Regions from separate parts of the Sus scrofa genome. Here regions 1, 2, 3, 4, 5 and 7 are each linked to region 6. The links are chromatin contacts, called in public Hi-C and HiChIP or PLAC-seq maps. All regions are on one chromosome and are shown on one strand. The core of a region is the stretch at or near the end of the contact, and the rest is flanking DNA. Distances in the headings are between cores, read along the strand shown. Region 1 has its middle 490 kb from the start of MPDZ. Region 2 has its middle 470 kb from the start of MPDZ. Region 3 has its middle 420 kb from the start of NFIB. Region 4 has its middle 420 kb from the start of MPDZ. Region 5 has its middle 450 kb from the start of NFIB. Region 6 overlaps LOC106509171 (a long non-coding RNA gene). Region 7 has its middle 400 kb from the start of MPDZ.

Region 1 (2,901 bases), core at 338-2,837, 370 kb before region 6:
CTCTTTCCTACATCCTTCCTAATATTTCTAACTTCAGTGACTCCTCAAGGCCAGGAAGAAATCTCCTTAGACTGGTTTCTTAAGGTCTTTTTCACCTGTCATCTCCATAATGTCCTATCTCTTTCTTTAATAGAAATTAATCTCTTCTATACCACTTGCATTATGCTTTACTTATTTGGTTTGGCATTATTAAAATGAAAGATTGTAAGAAACTGTGAAGTGGATATATAACTTATTCATCACATTATCACCACAAGCCTGACAAGGTCCCTTGAACATGGCAAATGTTCAACAGTTCAGTTAGACTGAAATGATAGCTAAGGCTCCTCCCATAGTTTGATTCCACCTTAAATGACATTAATACTGCTTCATTTGGTATCCATTAAGGAGGACAAGAGGAAGGGTTATTGTGATTTATTTATTTTTGTGTTTAGTAAAAGGAACACACACTGCAATAGTTGGGGAACATAGACCCCAAAGCAAACCACAAAACTCATAACAGCAAATCCAACTCACAAATTACAACTGTCTGCCCAATGGAGCACTCTCTGCTTGTCAGTATCTGGAGGACAAACTAAAACCATGTTTGCTGGATCTAAAACACAATCAACAAGTGAGGACATGAAGTCTGAAAGAAGATCAAGTGTGGTGCCCCCCTTAGATTAGCCCAGAAATTAGCACCCTGCCAGATGCCAGGACACATATTAGGCTGGTGGGGCTGAGGGGAGGGCACCATTTTCAGTTGTGCAGTGGTAAAAGAGGAGAAAATGAAGTGATCAGGGCCAAATCCTGGTAGGGGAATGAAGTCCATATGGATGTCAATTGGCAGCTTGCACATCCTGCATTGTACAGCCATGTGGCTGGTGCCATCACACATGTAAGCATCTGGGCTCTGACAAAGCAGAGCTTCTGGATAAACTTCATCTTCAAGGGCAGTCTTAGGCAGAGGGCTTCAAAGAGGGCTCAGGGAGCTCTGAGCAACACTTAAAGATGTTGGCTAAAGTAAAAACCCCAGATTTATATGAATACAGCCTTAGATGTTCTTTAAACAGCTCACTTCACATGCCCAAATGCTATAAACAATGAGACTGATGCAGATATATGGTGCTCTAAATATATTAGCAAGATCATCTTGACACACCTAAATTTAATTTGGCTTGCCAACTTTTTAAGAGCTAGATCAAGTAACGTACATACATTAGCCAGTCTATAAATACAGACTACATATACTTTTAGCCACCTCCCACACCACACTCTCCCCCAGCAGATATGCACAGACTTGCCCTCACATGACCACATATGGCTAACCCATTTTTACCTGCAGAAAGAGGTTCTCTCTACATTTGCAAATGCACACATCTTCATCAAATCTTGGGATCATACACACTTCCCTTTTTCTTCCAGCCTATCCTGATCCAGGCAGCTGTTTTAGGTCATTCTCTGACCTACCGGCTGCACTCTAGGTGGAACAGCTGTGGTCAGAAACTTGGCCAGAACACTCTGCCAAGAACGGGTTAGACTTAGAGGTGGCTGAGTGAGCAGCTACTGAATGTAGCTGTGGAATGTGGGTGGAGCCAGAGGAGAAGGGGCACAGCTGATGCCACTTCAAGAAGAAGGCGGGAAGCTCCACTCCCTTCCCAATGGGCTGACTGAAGGCAGCTGTGTGCTGCTGATGCGAGGAAAATGAGATGATGGAGCTGGGCTTCAGAAGCTGCAGCTGCTGTGGTCTGGAGAGCACCATCGGCCACTCCCCAGAGTGTGGACCTTGCTCTGATGCCTGTGTGGAATGGTAGGGGGTAGCTGGCTCTCCTCCCTCTTTGGGAAGGACTTCAATCAAAGGGCTTTGGCAAAGTTGGTGGAGTTTCTTTGTGAGAACCAGCATGAGATCATACATGTGAGAGTACACAGTGGGTCATGCATGCATATGTTTACTCATGTACTTAGAGACAAACACCCTTGTGGTAACTTTCAAGATCTCTGCCCCGCAGGAAGAACTGAAAGTTGGCAGGGGCCAGCTAAACTATCATACGCCCTCACAGCCTCTCCTTGTCTGTGAATGTTTCCACTATCATTGAGAAGCCAGAAAGCTCATTTAGTCCAAAATCCTAGTTCACATTACACTCAACATTGTCTTCCTCTCCCGATGACCTATTTAGGCCAAAGGAGGCCAGTGGGGCTATGCATTCCCAAACAATTTGGAAAGATGTAATGTTTGGAAGCCATGAGGTAAGGCTGCAGCAAGGTCCAGCCTTGTTATTTAAACACCAAATGCAGTCCCAGGGCCCAAGGTCATGGTCTTTAATGCAAAGGTTCACCAAGGTTATTTTAATAAGATTCAGTCCATTGTTGGTTTCTATCATTTTCATGTCCCCATCCTAGCTTTTCAATGTCCTACTTCCCACTTACCCCTTTCCTACCTGATTAGTGTCCTTTTTTAACAGTCGCACAGACCTCTGTGAAACTGCTCTATACAGAATAGTGACCCAGATGGCCAGTCATCATCCATGACACTGATGTCATGGAAAGACCTATGGTCATAGAGAGACCCAAGTTTAGCATACAATTAAAAGCCAATTGTTGGATTAACTCATTCATCCTTGGCAAACATATCCCAAATTCTGAGCCTTTTTATACCCTTTCCTTCATCCTATCCTGTATTCTAGCTTACTTGTTCTCTGCCTTTGATTCACCCACCCATATTGGCCATGCCTTTGATTTCACTTCTTCTTGGCCATCTCCTCAGCAATAGCTGCCTTCTCGGTGTGACTTCAATTTCCATGTTCACCAGGGATAAATCCATTGGCTGCATTCATCCACCCCTAGCAGCTGGAAATCCTATTCCCCCCACCATGATTCCCTTCTTGGACAGAGAGTGAGCAGTAAAACCTAAAAGGTATTTGG
Region 2 (3,121 bases), core at 444-2,943, 350 kb before region 6:
GTATACAATCCTATAACTTTTTTAAAAATATGAAGACAAAGTTATTAGTATAAAAGAATGATGAAAGGGAATAATATAAAAATGTATACCATAAATTCCTGAAATTATTAAGGGTGGAGCTAGATCTTACTCTGAAATCCTGGAAAACTATGCAAAATTATCATAGAAATGTTCCACTATGAGTTGGAAGTATACCAATTAATCAGAAAAGCATGTCACTCCAGGCATTGAAGTCTCAGTGTTTTGTTTTGTTTTAATTCTTTTGTCACAGGCACAGAGTTGAAGGAGAAGGCAACAGGCCTATAACATCTTTCTGGTAAATTGTTGGTGCCATTGATAGAACTCTTCTATGGACAAGGTCACCTGGTAAACAGTTCTGGAAGATGCTGTTCACATCATTGTCCCTGTGAAGGTGCCCCTACTTGGTAGCCCTGAAGACATATTTTGCCCATCAGACTGAGGTCATAAAATTAAATTTAGGAAAAAGAATTCTAGAAGGGCTCAGCATTATTCAACTCTCCTGTGCCTGGACTCATCCAGAGATAAAATGAGGATTCTTCTGTCTGTGGGGAAGTTCTTTTCGAATGTTGTTGCTCACTAGGAGCTGGGATTACAGAGCAATTCCTGGTCTCCGTGTGTCCCCCTGCATGCTGAAATTCTAAAGGCTTAATATTCTGTATATTTTGGGTTTGGTGCCTTTGTATGAGATTTATTTTGTGGAAAAGGAGGAGAGAATGTTTCTTCAGGAAACTGGAGTCTAGCATTTGCCTCCCTCTCACATTACAAAATTTCTAAGAAAAATTAAAATGTAGACAGTCATATTCTCTGATACAAGCATTTAAGAATACCATTTTTAGCTTCTAAATATTCAAAGAGAAAAGTGCAGAAGTGGGGAACTACATAGAGAGTACTGATGAGGAATGTATCATTTCTGGAGTCAGATCAGACTGCGAAATCTCTCTCTCCCCCCCAACCCCCCTTTTAGGGCTACACCTGCAGCATGTGAAATTTCCCAGGCTAGGAGTCAAATCAGAGTTGTAGTTGCCGGCCTACACCACAGCCACAACACCACCAGATCTGAGCCACATCCACAAACAATGCCACAGCTTGTGGCAATACCAGATCCTTAACCCACTGAGTGAGGCCAGGGATTGAACCCACATTCTCATGGATACTAGTCGGGTTCATTTCCGCTGAGCCACAATAGGAACTTCCAGGCCGTGAAATCTTTATGCCACTCCTTTGCTGTATAACTGACCAAATCATTTACCTCCATCTGTCTCAGTTACCACATCCACAAAATGGGAATAATGATGCCCAGTTCAGAGGGCTGATATGTGAGGGAAGTAGAATGATCTACCTAAAGCATGTACAAAGTGCCTGGAAGATTTGGAGTGTTTAAGGTGGTGGGTTTTTGTTATTAGGTAAAAAGGTGACATGTAAGGAAAATGGACAAATAAAAGAAGGACCTGAGGTATAGGAAAAACAGAGAAAAGCAAACAGTGTGGGCTTCAGTGACCTTGTGAAAGGAAGTCACTGAGTAAAATGGGCCATTTTGCACTCAATGTCACTTGCCTACCTGGCCATGTTCCCTTTTCAGTTCATTACTTTGATAGTTATTGACGTGTGTGTTGCGAAAAGTCATGACACTCAGAAGAGTCTTGAAAGGTCATGAACAAGAGGGCTGGACAGATGACTGTCACAGCCTGAGCTCAACCAAAGAAATGCTGACTCTGTACATTGTCAGTGCTCCAATTTTCTCTGTTGCTTTAATACTTTCTCTTTTCTGGATTTTCCTGGTTGCAGGATAAATTAAATCTACTGTGTTAAAAAAATAAGGCCCTTCTGTGGTAAGCTAATTGTTCATACACAGCCATCCCCTGGTAAAATGCATCTTGAGAGATACGCTATCAAAGCCCTAAAAATTATTTTTAAAACAAGAAGCTGTTAGGCCAACTTGGGTTTCGGATGAGGCTGAACTTGCCCAGCCTCTGAGGATGGCATGATTTCCTGTTGTTCCTTGGGGGTCTTATCTGAAATAGAACTGGAGGGAAAGGCAAAATGATTGACAAGGGCAGTTGATGGGAGCTCAGGTGTCCTGCTGTGGGGCTCACTCAGGATTCCAAATTAAAGTCAGCCAGGGCCCCATGCTGGCTTGTGCTGCCCCATGCAGACAATGAGTCAGTTCTGTGCTAAGTACTTACAATGTACAGATTAGCAAATACAAAAGTTGAGGGTCTCAGTACATCCTTGTCTTTGAGAAACAAGCAGGGTGTTAGTTGCAATTATGAGGAAGTTGATTGGGAGCTGATGTGTACCTTTAAAAACACTTTCCAGGCTTTATGTATATTTCCGTGTGGTTATTACCAGATTCCTTGCATTTTATTGTATAATTCCATTCAAATAATATTTATTATCCTTCTTCTGTCCTTCAAAAGCCTTGATTAATATGCTTGGACCTAAAAACAGTTACGGAGTACTGACTTTGTTTTTCTACAGACATTAAATCCTCACTCTGGATTTCTACAGTAAATAGCCCTCTATTAGTTTCACATAACTAAGGTTTCTTAAGACAATACATAATGCACCAAAACCAACACAGTGAATGATTGAGCTATGATTTGAATCAAATATTTAGGTACCTATGAGTAAAATGCAGTACCTGCCTTCAGAAAGCCCAGACATCTAGGAGAGTAACATACTAACAGATGACTGCAACTCAAGATAGACCAAGGTTAATGCAATAATGTAATGAGTGTCTAGCTTAGAACTTTGCACATAGTAGGCAATCTAAAATGTATATGGTATTAATGAAGAGAGATAATGCTTGAAAAACTGACCAATGAATATAAACCCCCCCTTGAGTATGAACTCTGAAATAGTGCTCCTATGTCAACCAACACATCTTCAACCAAGGAGTAAGATAGGCTGTCAAAAGAATGGCATGGGACTTAAGTAAATTTAATCTATTATCTTCAGAAGAACTTTTCCAGGGAGTTTCCACTATGGCTCAATAGTAATGAACCCAACTAGTATCCATGAGGATGCAGGTTCGATCCCTGGCTTCTCTCAATGGATTAAGGACCTGGCATGGCCATGAGCAGTGCTGTGGGTTGCAGGC
Region 3 (2,822 bases), core at 1-2,500, 460 kb before region 6:
AATGTGACTTTGGGTCCTAAGTGTTCTTTTGGGGTTCTCACTGCTCGCTGGGGACAGCTTGACAAGAAAACCCCTGAACTATCATCTGTCTCAGCTCCCTGACTCCATGTGAGGGTTAATGAAAAGAATAGTAACAGCTAAAAATCTGTTGAGCATCTCTTGCTTATACTGACTCACTGAAAGCTCACTCAGCCCTGAAGGTACTCTGATTATCCCCCATTTAATGGATGAGGGAACTGGGGCACAGAGGTTAGAGTGACTTGATCAGAGTCACACAGCTCTAAGTGAAGGATACAGGATTTGACCTGCCCAGGTCCAAATTTAGAGTCATGAATTGTGCCACTACACTTTGAATGCATAGACATGGTAAAGTGCAAGGCACAACACAAATAGCAACTCAAGGTATGGATTCCAGCTTGACTGCTGACACTCAGAAAATGAACAAGGGAAACTCATCTTTGGGCTGTTCTTGGTCTTCATTTTCCTGGACTAACTACCTGACTTTCTTGAAGTATTTTCTCCTGTATCAGTTTGAAAATTGGAGATGCTTTCAGAGGCAGGTCAAGGTCAGGAATGTGAACTCTGAAACTCTCAAGCTCATGCCAGAGCCGTGGTGACTTAGGTGAAGTCTGCCTTCAACACGGCCTATGCCTGGCTTTTGGGCTCTATTCTCAAATATTCCCAGTGTCTTGGACAGTGGCCTTGCACCATCCAACTCCTTCACACCACTTTGCTCCGTTCTCTCCTGGAACGACATTTTCTTGGAAACTTGTCATCTGACTCATTCTCTCCAACTCTGAAGTCTTACCTACCTACGTGCTTGCTGATGTCACAGCAAAGCAACATACTTGAGTTCCTAAGTGGGGCAGTCTACACTTGGGATAGCGGAACAATTTGGTACATTCTCCCAGGCAACTCAGATGCACATAGGAGAGAGAGCGCAGTGGAAAGAACACAAGCTGTGGAAGCCAAATTGGTTCAGATTCTCTATCCTGTTTCCTAGCTCTGTGCCCTGAGACAAGTGATTCAATGTCTCTGACTCTCAATGTTCTTATCTGCCAAATGAAGATGATGGTAGCAGTGGCTCAGATATACCTGTGTATTTGTTAGGAGGTAGGAACTGAGTGATGCACATAGATTCTCATTTTTTTCATCATAACATCCTATGTAGTAGGTCTAGTGGACAGGGTAGGGCAGGACTGAACCTTTGAGAGGAGAAACAAATTAGCTACAGTCTGACAGCAAGTAAATATTGGAACTGGATGTCAAACCAGGTCTGTCTGACTAGAGAGCTTAAGTTCTTATCTTTCCCTTACTACTTATTGCCCTCTTCATATTATATGCACTAATAACATCTTAAAACACTTGCACAGTTTAAATGAAATAATGCACATCATGTATCTAGCATGAAGCCAAGTCCGTTTTCTTAAGAAGTATCAGTCACTTTTCCTCTGCCCCTTTCCCAGAGGCCCCTCAGTGATGGGAAAATCGGCTTTGGCAGGGAATACAGGGGAGCTATATTTGGCTTGGAGAGGGGGGCTGGAGGGGAGGAGAGCCGGGAGCTTTGCTGCATCTCAAATCAAACCAGGCTGGCAGCTTTCAACTCTGTCTATACATAGGCCTGGCTGGCCGGCCTTGTTTGTTATGTCTTTCTTTAGAATCTCGTGTCCCTTTTTGAACCTTGTAACCTGAGAAAGAGTGAACAACTGGAGGGCAAATGAAAAAGATTAATGGATTAAAATATATTTGCAAAAAATTCCTATAGGAATTTGGGCTGCTTAGCCTGGTGAGGAGAAGATGGGGGATAGAATTCTTTGACTATGTAAAAGATTACAGTATTGATCATGGCAACACATATGTCTCTTAAGGTGAGACATTGAGCCAGATGATACACTCATCCTTTTAAAATCTAAAATTTAACATCTATGAAAATGATGAATGGTGGGGTACCCTAAGGACTTGGAGACAGTGGAAACCTGCAGCTAAGTTTTTTTGTCCTTTTGATAATCGAGGTATATTACAAGCCCTTACTTCTTCCAGGGATTGTATCCTGTCTATTTAGGTGGGAACAGTCATCTATATTGTGTATCTCAAAATAGAGCTCTTTGAATTTTGACTAATGTTAGAAAAAAAGTCTGTGATTATTTTTCATATTAAGGTATACTTTTCCCTTTTAAAAATACGAATATATATTTTTATTCCATCAATAATGGTCACACAATAAATCATTTTACCTGTTTATACCTTGGCATCCATTAGTTTAACAGTTCTATTCAGCTGAATAAGCATAAGTTTTAATGGAATAAAAATGTTGTTCCAAGAATATTGCTTTGGTACGACTGGAGGGATTAGTATAATAGAGAAAACTTGGGTGACTGAATGGTATTGTGAGGGCAGTGGTACCTTTCAGGAGAGGAAATAAAAGGAGCTCAGTGGAGGATAGAATACAAAATGGCAATGATGCTTTCTCAGAGTTTATCAGTCATTTGGTCAACAACATTGATGTACCAAACACTGTGACAGATGCCAGAAGAATGAAGGCTACTGGAAGACAGCTCTGTGCTTGACTACTATATTAATGAGGGGTAGCATTGGCTGCTGAAGCAGACTTAATCTGTATACATAATTGTTTAAATGCGCAAGTATATTTCCTGCTCTTTTTATGTTGGTGTAAGGTAGATGCTCCTAGTCAGTGAGGAGCTCTTCTCTCTGTCTTCCTTGAGGGACCAATCTGCTTCAAACTTACAACTCCACCATCTCCTAAAGCCCCATTTTCAGTGACATTTAGCTGGTAGATGAGGAAAGTGAGCATCTCCTTTAAA
Region 4 (2,700 bases), core at 77-2,576, 300 kb before region 6:
CAGAGGTATTCTTTTATGGCTTGTGCTTTTACAAGGTGGCCTCCTCCCATTTAGGAGGGGCAGAATCACTTTCTGTTGGGTACTTATGTGTTTTTTTTCTTTCCAGAGCCCAAATTTGATTGTATATCTGTGATATACCAGCCTATTTTCCTCCAGCTTCTACAGCCCTGGCTTTTCCCTTGGTCCTTCAATTAAATGGTCTCTATGAGAGTCCCATGCCTTTTCTAGGTTGAGCGGGGTTTTAAAGGTTTCAGATTTGGCTTAATCCCCAGGATGTCATGCAGTAAATGTCCACGCGTTTTTCAGTTGGACACACTCTGGTTGTGTGCTGACCCCAAAATGGCAACAGTTTTTTTTTTTTTTTTTTCTTCATTCACTAGCAGAACAGCTGAATGACTCTAGGTTTTCCAAGTGAATGTCAGGTTTTGGTACCCTTCACTCACTGAACCCCTGAATAGTCACACCAAGGCCTATGGGTTCCTTGAAAATCTTTCTTAATACATAGGGTGAGCAAGAGCTCCTCGCCCCCATTGGGAAAGACAGTGAGATGGTGAGAATGATATCACTGCCAACCCCTAACAAGTCCTCCTCAAAAAATCTCCCATTGCCCATTCCCTGTGAGTGAGTCATCTAGGTAAGTCTCCCTTGTTCGCTCTCTCACTGGCAGTTTAACGGGTGATTTTTGTTTCCTCTTATTTATATTTTTAAATGGGCTTATGCAAATCATAGGAAAAAATACTTGGAAGTTTCTCTTTTGATTTTTAAATGTCTTATTCTTTGAATCTTTGACCATCTTCTATTCTCAGGGTTGACATCTATAAAATGGGCTAGAAAGCATAGCATCATGACTAATGGTGTAACAGTTATTGGTTTATTTAGTTTAAAAGTTAGGCAAGACCCTGTGGAATAGAAGAAGGTTCATTTGGAAACATGGGGTCTTTATGTCTGATGTCTCTTATAGCACAGAATTCTTGGTGAATAGAAGAATAAACCTTGACTGGGAAAGCCATATATCCCTCTAACTTTCTGCTTACTTCAAACTCAAGCTAATTACCTAAACAGCACCTTTAATGGAGAAAAGCTGACACAAGAAACTGGACACATTCTGTGTTTCAAGTGCTCTGAGGAGAGAGCAGTAAGTAAGGTGCTTTGCACAGCTCAATAATTTGCACCCCAGGAAAGCCATACTTCCAAGGGCAGGCAATATGTCTGCAGTTTCCTCCTGGAGGAAGGAGGGCCAGCAGCTCATCTTTATGGCTCGAGGCTTGAAAGCTGCTTAACTGGGCGGAACGCCACCTCCTTGCCATCAAAGCTGTCCACCTGGCAGTGAATCTCAATGAGACAGCTGACTGGCTCAGCAGACAAGATGCCTTGCCAAGGGGATGAGAACTTAACCAGGTCTTTCAGGAAATCTGTTTAGGATGTGGGGGATGAAGAGGAAGAGAAGGAGCAATTCATCCCCTGAGTGAGACTGAGGTGAATGAGAAGGAGTTAGCTGCTCCTCTGTCAGACAAACCGTTTTCCAGCTTTTCTGTGCCCTTAGCTCATGGAGCCCTTTATTCTATGAGAGTCTGATTTTAGATTCTGATATTAATGTTGCACACAAATTTAGAGCCCTTTGTTAATAGTACATGGAGTTGATTCAATTCAAAGAATAAAACTAAAAAGAGACCTTAATTTTTTTTTTCATTTGAAAATGACTACTACAAACAAGAATATTACAGAGAGAGCCTGAAGTGATTCGTTTTTCAAATGTATAGTTAAAAAACATCTTGGTGGTTAAGTTTCACCAAGAGTTTAGAATCGCAAGCCTGCTAATTCTGGTAGCTTTTATCTTAGCCAGTACTTGCTATGTGCCAGCACAGTACTCAGCACTTCACACATGTGTTCTCATCTCATGCCCTTCAGAACCTCTGGGTGAGGCTTTTGAGCTTCACTTTGCAGGTAAGAGAAACAAGATTTAGAACAGTTTTATAAATTACCATCCACTGTACCTCATTACAGTGAGGAAGTGACAGCACAAAGATTACGTCCTTAATTTCTCCCCCTCCAAAGCCCAGAATTGTACTCATCTGGCTAATGACACAAAATTCATTAAAATATAGTGTTTTATCACAAACAACCAGGACTGCAGAAAGAGGTCTGCATGCTAGGTGGGATACATGCTAGGTGGGATACATGCTAGGTGGGATTCCGCCAAACCACTCCGGTTTATTTCCCTCTGGACCCGAATGTCATTAACCGTCACAAAGCTCTACAACATTCAAGAGATCCTAGAAGGTTCTCCTGGAAGGTTCTTGTTGGTATATGAAGGCAATCGGGCATCATTCCTGCTCTTTCCCTGTGGTGGGGGTAGAGGAAGAGAGTAGGAATCAGGGAAACCTGGACATAATCTTCAGAGAACCCAGTTTTCTACCTCTGTCTTTGGGTGAGGTTAAGACCTTCTCTGTCCTAGGCAACAATGAAAAATTATTCATTTTAGGTCAAACAGTAGATAGATGGATAGACAGATACATACATACATACATAGTGCTCTTTAGCTTGACTTTTAAAATGATAGCTTTGCATTGCTGCAAGCTGTGGTAGAGGTCACAGATGTGACTGGGATCTGATGTTGCTGTGGTATAGGTGGGCAGCTGCAACTGATTCAGCCTGTAGTCCAAGAACTTCCAGCCATGGGTGCAGCCCTAAAAAACATAA
Region 5 (2,703 bases), core at 203-2,702, 420 kb before region 6:
CTCTGTCCTCTATTCTCCTTCTTTGCCCCAGGAAATCCTGTTTAACTCTTAAGCCCTGACTAAGACCTGGCTGCTGCTAAGGAATGGCCTTCCCCATGTGACTAGGGTAAAAACACCTAACAAGAAAGCTTTTGTGTGTACTCAGAAACTAGTCTTTGGGTGTTAGACATCAACATCCATAAGAAGAATTAAAAGTAAAATTTGAAGGACAAACTGCCTGCATATGTATGCTATGCAACTATTTTTTCCAAGAAACAGTTTTTAGGAGGAAGAACTTTGCTTTTTTTCTGGGCAGAGCTGAGTTCCAGTCTAGTCTCTACCATATTCTAAGAAGCTGACCTTAGTCACATTACGTAACCTCTGAACTTCCCAACTGTCACCTAGGGATAAAGACATTTTTTGAGGTGTTAGAAAGTCTCAACTGAAACAGCATATGCAGAGCATACTGTCCAGGACCAGCATCATGGTTTATACTCAAGGAACATAGGTGATTTTTCCTGTTCTTTCTCTCTCTTTTTTTTAGGGCCACACCTAAGGCATATGGAAGTTCTGAGGCTAGAGGTCAAATTGGAACTGTAGCTGCCTACCTGCCACCATGTCTGTGACCTATACCACAGCTCATGGCATCACCACTGAGCAGGGCCAGGGATTGAACCTGCATCCTCATGGATACTAGTCAGGTTCATTTCTGCTGAGCCACAATGGGAACTTCTCCCTATTCTCTTTATAAAATCAGTATAATCAGAAAACAATATACGTATATCTCCTATATTTATTTTTTCACATGGACCCTGTGGTTTTACTGATATATATCTCTTTGTTTTTTACATGGCAATTAAATGGTTTATTACCGTTCAGCTTAGTGTGGTAAAAACATGCTATGACTTTATTTTTCATAAATCACTACCCATTGTGCTATATCCAGTCTTCTGCAGTGGACAGGTGACTGAATCGCATCATAGGCAGATTTCAAAATCTCTCCAACATGTATATGCATATATATGTGTATATGTGTGTGTGTATGTATATATCCCCAAAGGTAAACAGTTAGATTTGCAATGTAAATCGGAAATACTGGGAGCAATGGGAAAACTGCCTAAATTCCTACCAAATTAGAAATAAAAATTTAGCCCCCTCCAGGAATTCAGAAATGAAATGAAACCAATCAAGGGCAGAAGAACACACTAACCATGCATATGCCGATATTTTTCTAGATGAGTCTAAATCAGTACTTCCTTGACAGAGACCTTTTGAAGACTGTGTTGCCTTAAGCATGTCAGTGCCTTAGTAATTTTCGAGGATTATGCCTCACCAAAATTTTGTCAAAAGGTCTCGGTCTTTCTCCCAAGTCTGTCCTGCAAATCTCCTTTTTTTCTTCCTCTTACTTCCTCCCAAATCCTCAGTGACTCCGACAGCTGCAAGGCCTTCCTCCTACTCCCCCGTTCAACGTGGACGGCGTTGCCATTGGAGACCTCCCCCGCTCCCTGAAGCCGGCTCTGTCCAAGAGCTTAGGTGGTGGACTTAAAGTAGCAGAAAGTAGTCAATAATTAGGAAAACAGATTTGCAGCCAAACTGAGCAACTGGAGCTTGGAATTTCATATCTGAGATATTGGTTTCCCTAATTAATTAGCACAAAAGTAATGGTCTGTGGGGGAACATAGCTTTATAAACTTTTGGCTGGGCCCTTTAGAACTACACAATGTACACAGGAAAATGTTAATAGTTGAGGGGAAAAGCATTTTAACAAAGTTTTATAGTATGTGGTTGAGGGTCCTCAGGGCAAACATATGCATTACACATCTAACCCCACACTGAGAGAATAATCCCTAGTGTTGGTTCCTCTGTTAGTCCTATTAAAAATTCCCCCAAACGTAAAGGCTGCCAATTTCAGACTGAGAATAAATGGCTCGTGGTTCCTTCTGAAACAGCATCCAAGAATCATGCTCTCAGGGCTGCACACAGCCATCCCTGGGGAGGAAAGTCTCTGATTTCGGGGGTGCCTGACTCCAACCCTCTTTATTTCAGGCAGGGCCTCCTCAGGTCACTTTCCATCAGAGATGGTAAGAGTGGGAATCTGGCATCAAAGGAGGTCAGCCCCTGTGTTTGCCTTTTGTATAATGCAGTCAGAGCGTGGTTGGGAACATTGAAAGGCTCGGCATACTGTAGGGTGTCACTTCTCATAGAATTTAACACTGACTTAACAGTGAGAGGGGAGCCCTCAGCCAGCCCACAACACTGGCCGCTTTTGCAGATGACTTAATGCAGTGTTAGTGGTGGTAGGATTCAAGTGAATGGATTCTCTCGCCTTAAATATTAAATTGTTCAATTCTCATGTGAAGCATTATCATGTGATGGCGTGAAGGGTGAAGATGTGAGAGAAGAAGTCATGGAAACATTTAGAATTGGTTCAAAACAAATTCATCGTTCATTGTTAACAAAAAACAACCACTTTATTCTGAGGTTAGAAAACTAGGGTTGGAATCTAAGCTGTCAGCAATGTGATCTTGGATAAATTCTTTAGCTTTCCTGGGCCTCAACTTTCCCGTCTGTAAAATGGAACCTAGCAGTCCTGGTCCAGACCACATGCAAGTGAGGATCAAATGGGGTAAATGCTGAATGATGGTTGAATCCCACAGGCCTCAGTACTCACCCACAGTCCCATGGGACCTCTGGTTTTTTGGTTGGTATGAGTTGTGCCCATTA
Region 6 (2,912 bases), core at 39-2,538:
GGTCCCATGAGCTACCAGTTTAACACCCCAACTGCCAACACCCCACCTGAAAATAGGAAAGAATTGTGTTTTCACACCAGCATATAATTGGCAGATCCATACTTTGTTTTTGCTTGTTTCTTTCAGCAAAATCAGCCTGCCTTCTTTCCGACTTTCCCTGCCAATCATATCAGATTGTGTGAGCTTTATGGCTGTACAATAATTTCTGGGCAACCTTAAAGCCAGAGAGACAACAAAGACATACTGAAAAAAAAAAAAATCATGGCGAAAGTATGAGTGAATAATAGAAGACAGATTTGAGATAATTATTGGAGAGATGACAGAGTATTTCACCATGATTTGTTTTGCCAGGTTGTCGTTTCAAAGATAATGAAGAACTATTAAATTGATTTCTTTTCTTTTCTCTGGGAAATGAGTACACAGATATTAAAGAATAAATGAAATGAATACATGGATACTAATTATAAATACTAATTATGGTAAGTTTGAACAGCTAGCTACTTTATACAACACTAGAAATATTCGTTATGCAAATGCACACACTCTACCCAGCGGCTTTATAGATTACTGGCATTAGGTCCAGAATTATTGTGCAGAAACAGGATGGTGGCTCAACTTGGTTGGGGGTCATTTTATTGCCAATTTAACTAGTGTTAAATTCGTGGGTATTTAACTATCACTGAAACAATTTGGGGCTCAATTCACCAAAGTATCATTTTTACTAATATTTTAGTGAAAAGTGAAGGAGTGTTCCTCCTGACACTGTCCTCCAATGCTGGAAAGCACCACTGTTTTCTAGTCTACAGTAATGAAACTTGCATTAGCAAAAGTGGGCTGGTTGCCTACCAAGGAAAAAAACACAGTCTCCTTGAGAACTTGGTATCCTGCTGTATTTTATTGCAGTAAAACCATTTTCACATCCCTCTTCCCTGAAGGAGATATTTAAAAATTCCTAAATCATGAGCCAAATTAGTATAACCCATCCAGCATTTCGTGGAAGACATTCACCATAGGATTATTACATTGAACTACCAACTTTTTGTTTTAGGAAAGAAAAAAAAAACATTATTTCTCAACCAACACGAAACATGATCAACTTCAAATTCAGAAAGATTTACAAATGCCACAACACAGTTATCTACCAGCAAACATCATTTCTTTGTTTCATGGGACACTAAGGATGAATTATTCATGAGCCCCCATTTCAGATGCTTATTGTGTCTGGTGGCAAAGTCTCCGCCTGCTCAGCCCCGGGAAAACTCCAGCGCTTTGCTGCAGGCACCGTGCTCTGTGCCATCCAGGGACCAGCCTTGTGCTCTCGAGTTACTGGAGCAGTGCAGGCGGTTTCAGTGGCCTCAGCTGTGGAGACAGCTGTTTGCCCACAGTCTGTGATGGCAGAAATGTGTGGTAGGCTTCCCCCTAACAGCATGCCCCTCACCACATACACACACACATACACACACACACAACTCCCATGTCATGCATCATAAAACACACCACCACCACCGAAGGGATGCATAGAAGCCCCATGATTTGGGGACCAGAATGAGCAGTACCCCACAGTGTAGAATAGCTCTTTATCTTGTATGCAAAATTATTGGGTGATAGGCTGAACAGCCCCTGAATCCAAAGCTTTCTTGTAATTTATGTATCAAAAGGTCTGTGCATGTGTGAAATTCAAAATGATTTATTGTTTAGTTATTGCCTTATTTACTTACTTAATGGATTGATTGATGTGCCTGGATCCCAAGGCCAGCAGAGGCTTTTTTAAAAGATTATTTTAAAGGAAGTAAATTGCCATCAGTTGGCCAACCCCTCCTTGCTGGTGTGGATTCATAAGGAGTTCCTTTTGGCTCTGGCTCGCTACCTATCTGCGGCTATTCATTGACACAAAATACTGCACCTTGCACACAATGGGAAGTGGCAGGGATGATAAAATGGAATATTAGGGATGGAAGGGTAAAATATGGGGAGATAATGTGAATCAAACCCCAAAGTTTCAGCCAACATATGCATCTATAGTAGTCTATCCTTTGCACAGAGCTTGGGCCGGAAGCAATGAACAACTCCACAACGAGTGTTAAGATTTCTTCCCGTACCATTTCTCTGCAGAAGAGGGAAGTACAGACAAAAGTCTGCAATTTTGAATTCTTCTTGTAGATCTCTCATCATCTGTTTCTCTCATGGACACTGAACTTACTTTCATTTTGTCAGGACATACTACATCTGAATTGGTCAATGTCAAAATTAAGCTGACTGTAAACAATGAGAAGAGAGTTACAACAAAAGTTTCACAAACTTTTCCCTCACACTTGAATTCTGTTATTTTATTAGGGGGTCCTAATTTTGTAATTGGTCTTGGTGAATAAGGGTCAAATCAGGAGAAGGAGGAACCGGTTTATAGACGCGGGATGTTGCACTTGTGCAGAACCCTTATTCACTCAATGTTCTATGCATTCGACATTTACGTAAGATCTCTGGAACCTCATTTCCAACCGAACTCTAATTTGACATAATGCAGCGTAGAATGGCACCAGTCATCGGGCTTGCATCAGAAATGCATTTTATTTGGATTCAATTCAGACTCTTAACGAACTGGTTCCTGTAAATGCAGCAGATGGGAGCGAGGCAAATGGGAGCGTGTGTGCGGCCTCACACCCAGCATTCACGGCTGCCTCACTGTGCTAAAGCCTTTCCTGAGTTAGTTGGTTAGTTAGTTAGCTAATTAGTTAGGCACACTCCAACTGAAACTTTTCATTATAATTAACATATTTATCCTACCAATCCACCAAATTGAGGCAAAAGCTACGGTCCAGCCAAGGCAAGTCGATTCTTTCCACAGCTTTCTCTCTCTCTCTCTTCCTGATTAATGTGGTGAATGTTGCCAGAAGATGGTCCAACGGTTTATAAAC
Region 7 (2,947 bases), core at 160-2,659, 270 kb before region 6:
TCCTTACTCCTTCTACAGATACCTATTAATGGGATTGTATTAAAAAGTCTTTCAGATGAACAATAGTTCAGGTCGGTTTCTATATGTGCCTGTATACTCTCTTTTATTTATTTATGTGGCAACTCTATTGTCTTCAGCTCTTAATTTTATTACCTATAAATTAATTGTATTCATTTTTGATACTTCTCTCCATCATAAAGAAACTTGGGTCCCAGCTTTAATACTTATTACAAATATAACATTGAAAAATAAGTTAAATTCCTGAGCTTCCATTTCCTGACCTGTAAGTGGGGGATAATGCCTCATGGTCTTCTTATAAAGATTAAATATAAAATAGGAAGGAAAATATCTGACAAGAAGTAGGTGGTCAAAAATTGCTCATTTTCTTTCCTTCTTACCCCTTATTGCACCTTATTCTGCCTTGTGAATTAAAAGCATCTACTTTTTATCTAAGCCATACCTCTATGATTTCAAAACATCTGGCTAAAGAGTGAAAATGAATGCAATTATCCAGGTGTTTGGCCTGTAAGATGACAGATATCAAACACTTAGTACCATCTGGGTGATTGGCATATTTTTTTTCACCTTCGTCCAGATGTATGTGGATATTGCCTTGGTCAAAGGCAAAAAAAAAAAAAATCACAGGGACTTTTCTTAAATCTTAATAACTTATTTTTTCAATATTATTATTGGGGTATCTTTTATTCCCTTTGATATATGCTTTGTTCAATCTACCTTTGGCAATAAAACCATTATTTAATTTTATCACTTGAAATATAGGAATTAAAAAAAAAAGGAGTAAATGATTGTATAGATTTCAAACCCCATGTTTCTACTCAAAAGTATTAAGGACAAGAAAAACTAAGTAATGTTTCCAAGTTATAGAGTTAGAGAGTAGAGCAGAAAAAATGAAGTCTCTTGACCTTAACCTGTAGACTTCACCTATTTTCTGTCTTCTTTCATCCACGTCATGTGTAGTTTTAGCCAATGCATACAGAACTGTATTTACCCAATTTGTATACACTCACAAGCATGCATAAGTAGCAACTTTTCTTCCTGACAGTCATGTTAGTCTGACATTATCTTTTCCCAAATAATTTTTCAAACTTTTGTTAGCAAGCCAGAGAGAACAAGCCAGGCTCCAATGCACTCACTCACACATGCATCCAGTAACTAAGATCCAACATCTGCCATCCAGGGCATTGCTTAAATAGATGTCATATTGAAATCTGGTATCCTGTGAGCAGCTGATGCAATTTTCCTCAGTCACAGGGATGAAGCTTGGATAACATTTCTGGCTCTGAGAAATCCCCAAGTCACAAAGAAATGATTCCATTGACCTAGCGGCTTTTCACTCCCAATACAACATGTTCTTGAGCAGCTTCCCAAGGGAGAAAATAATGTGAGAGTTTTTTAAGAGTGCCGAAAGATTCCCCTCTAATCATCCTGTGTGGATTTCACTAGCATTCCAAGTGAGTCCAGACAATCCCAAGAAAACTTTAGGGATTCAATCCCAAGAAAACTTTAGGAACTCAGTGAGATTAAAAAAATTTTTTTTTTCTGCCTGAAGACACAAATAATAAGCAGCTTCAGATAATAACATCGTTATTTGGACATGAATACTACTTATCAACTGCCATTCCTGTCACAAAACAACTAAACACCTCAAAGAAGTCCTCCTTGATAAACAAATAGTTATGCTTTTTTCCCCCTTTTATTTTAAGGCAGGAAGTCAGAAGACTGCCATATTTGGGGATTACTTAAAATCTTCTGTTCTGCTTAATTCATGCCTAAGAGCAGAAGTGGGTTTCTTTAGGGAAGGGAGAGCATTTCTGATGAGTGGATTTGTCCATGATATGACCAGCTGCAAAATAGTCTGGAATATAGAGGTCATAACAGCCAAAGGTTACAGGGGGTGACTGTGTTCTAGCTATTGGTGAGATCCTCAGCTACCGAGATAGGACCAACAGCCTGTCCAGCAGCCTGAGCTTAACTTGAAAGCACTCTATACTTACACTGAAATTAATGGTGTGCTGAAGCCAGACTATAGCAGCTTGCAAGAGCAAGCTGTTAAATGTTGTGAACCCATTGATGTTACTTTAATAGGTTAAAACTGACCACAGTGTGAGTATTTACATCATGGAAATTGGCATGTGCTACTAATCACAGCTTTTGCTTCTCAGAGAGCTGGTTATTAAATATTTATCTACACATCATAGAGACAAACAAACATGACTTAAATTCCTACCTCTGCCAATTATGGCATAGAAATTTAAAGAAGCAAAAACCCTCCAACTTTGATGTCTTAATATGTAAATTAGAAATAGTAATCATATATCATGATATTGTGAGAATTAAATCAGACATTGTGCTTAGCCAGATGTAGTGGTCACCAGATATATTATTTTTTCAATAAATATTAACAGGGCACATATTTTATACTAGGAAATATGCCTAGTGCTAGAAGAACAAGAATAAATGGACAGATTGGCAAACACCTTGAATAGATGCAGAACTCAGATTAAATGTTACTAACAGTATACTTTGGGAAGTGAAAATGGTCAAGGATGTAATAGAGATGAGGAGCCATCATTGTTAATATTCCTTTAGAAGAGGAACTAGTTCTCCATAGAGGTTGAGGAACATTTTTCCAGCCATTGCTAGACATGGTAAATAATGGATATTTTCAGATTTGAAAATGTAGAGAATCAACACTCCTGAGAATATGTGGAAAGCATAGCAATACTTTAGAGTTGATAGAATATCTAGTTTATAGGTTATTATTACAGCATGGTTCTCTATCTTATAATCCAATGTCCACTGTCATTCTATTATCACAATTGATTCCTTTGGATATAAAATTTGTGGTCCACTGGAATTGTCCTTTAAAAGACAATGTTGAAGTTCCTTTGTGGCAATGCATGTTAAAGATCCAGTATTGTCACTG

Evidence for each region. A called contact is a pair of places that touch in the nucleus more often than the background predicts. HiChIP or PLAC-seq counts read pairs in DNA pulled down with a chosen protein or histone mark.
Region 1: a Hi-C map of fetal skeletal muscle shows a contact between it and region 6, with 2.7 times the contacts expected there. The contact joins two enhancer-like sites. A contact is called at or near these places in 3 of 47 Hi-C or Micro-C datasets (fetal heart ventricle, fetal skeletal muscle and mesenteric adipose tissue) and 1 of 2 datasets of contacts at active chromatin or transcription factors (skeletal muscle).
Region 2: a contact with region 6 is called in an H3K27ac HiChIP or PLAC-seq map of skeletal muscle, with 7 times the contacts expected there. The contact joins two enhancer-like sites. A contact is called at or near these places in 2 of 47 Hi-C or Micro-C datasets (fetal heart ventricle and mesenteric adipose tissue) and 1 of 2 datasets of contacts at active chromatin or transcription factors (skeletal muscle).
Region 3: a contact with region 6 is called in an H3K27ac HiChIP or PLAC-seq map of skeletal muscle. The contact joins two enhancer-like sites. A contact is called at or near these places in 3 of 47 Hi-C or Micro-C datasets (heart right ventricle, omental adipose tissue and skeletal muscle) and 1 of 2 datasets of contacts at active chromatin or transcription factors (skeletal muscle).
Region 4: a contact with region 6 is called in a Hi-C map of psoas muscle, with 1.9 times the contacts expected there. The contact joins two enhancer-like sites. A contact is called at or near these places in 2 of 47 Hi-C or Micro-C datasets (embryonic fibroblasts and psoas muscle) and 1 of 2 datasets of contacts at active chromatin or transcription factors (skeletal muscle).
Region 5: a contact with region 6 is called in an H3K27ac HiChIP or PLAC-seq map of skeletal muscle, with 5 times the contacts expected there. The contact joins two enhancer-like sites. A contact is called at or near these places in 1 of 47 Hi-C or Micro-C datasets (fetal heart ventricle) and 1 of 2 datasets of contacts at active chromatin or transcription factors (skeletal muscle).
Region 7: a contact with region 6 is called in an H3K27ac HiChIP or PLAC-seq map of skeletal muscle, with 7 times the contacts expected there. The contact joins two enhancer-like sites. A contact is called at or near these places in 5 of 47 Hi-C or Micro-C datasets (fetal skeletal muscle, heart right ventricle, retroperitoneal adipose tissue and 1 more) and 1 of 2 datasets of contacts at active chromatin or transcription factors (skeletal muscle).

What each region holds. Positions count from the first base shown.
Region 1 is chr1:208,685,519-208,688,419 of Sscrofa11.1, forward strand. No RefSeq gene overlaps it. Among named protein-coding and RNA genes, the nearest start is that of MPDZ, 490 kb to the right of the region's middle. Within about 2 kb of position 1,588, at least 2 of the 83 cell types and tissues checked have an H3K27ac peak or open chromatin away from gene starts, as enhancers often do. A contact at or near this core is called in fetal skeletal muscle, where this site is marked.
Region 2 is chr1:208,707,633-208,710,753 of Sscrofa11.1, forward strand. No RefSeq gene overlaps it. Among named protein-coding and RNA genes, the nearest start is that of MPDZ, 470 kb to the right of the region's middle. Within about 2 kb of position 1,694, at least 3 of the 83 cell types and tissues checked have an H3K27ac peak or open chromatin away from gene starts, as enhancers often do. A contact at or near this core is called in skeletal muscle, where this site is marked.
Region 3 is chr1:208,600,136-208,602,957 of Sscrofa11.1, forward strand. No RefSeq gene overlaps it. Among named protein-coding and RNA genes, the nearest start is that of NFIB, 420 kb to the left of the region's middle. Within about 2 kb of position 1,251, at least 3 of the 83 cell types and tissues checked have an H3K27ac peak or open chromatin away from gene starts, as enhancers often do. A contact at or near this core is called in skeletal muscle, where this site is marked.
Region 4 is chr1:208,760,410-208,763,109 of Sscrofa11.1, forward strand. No RefSeq gene overlaps it. Among named protein-coding and RNA genes, the nearest start is that of MPDZ, 420 kb to the right of the region's middle. Within about 2 kb of position 1,327, at least 2 of the 83 cell types and tissues checked have an H3K27ac peak or open chromatin away from gene starts, as enhancers often do. A contact at or near this core is called in skeletal muscle, where this site is marked.
Region 5 is chr1:208,633,344-208,636,046 of Sscrofa11.1, forward strand. No RefSeq gene overlaps it. Among named protein-coding and RNA genes, the nearest start is that of NFIB, 450 kb to the left of the region's middle. Within about 2 kb of position 1,453, at least 6 of the 83 cell types and tissues checked have an H3K27ac peak or open chromatin away from gene starts, as enhancers often do. A contact at or near this core is called in skeletal muscle, where this site is marked.
Region 6 is chr1:209,055,778-209,058,689 of Sscrofa11.1, forward strand. All of the region lies in intron 2 of LOC106509171 (a long non-coding RNA gene), which reads left to right. Among named protein-coding and RNA genes, the nearest start is that of MPDZ, 120 kb to the right of the region's middle. Within about 2 kb of position 1,289, at least 13 of the 83 cell types and tissues checked have an H3K27ac peak or open chromatin away from gene starts, as enhancers often do. A contact at or near this core is called in fetal skeletal muscle and skeletal muscle, where this site is marked.
Region 7 is chr1:208,784,317-208,787,263 of Sscrofa11.1, forward strand. No RefSeq gene overlaps it. Among named protein-coding and RNA genes, the nearest start is that of MPDZ, 400 kb to the right of the region's middle. Within about 2 kb of position 1,410, at least 7 of the 83 cell types and tissues checked have an H3K27ac peak or open chromatin away from gene starts, as enhancers often do. A contact at or near this core is called in fetal skeletal muscle and skeletal muscle, where this site is marked.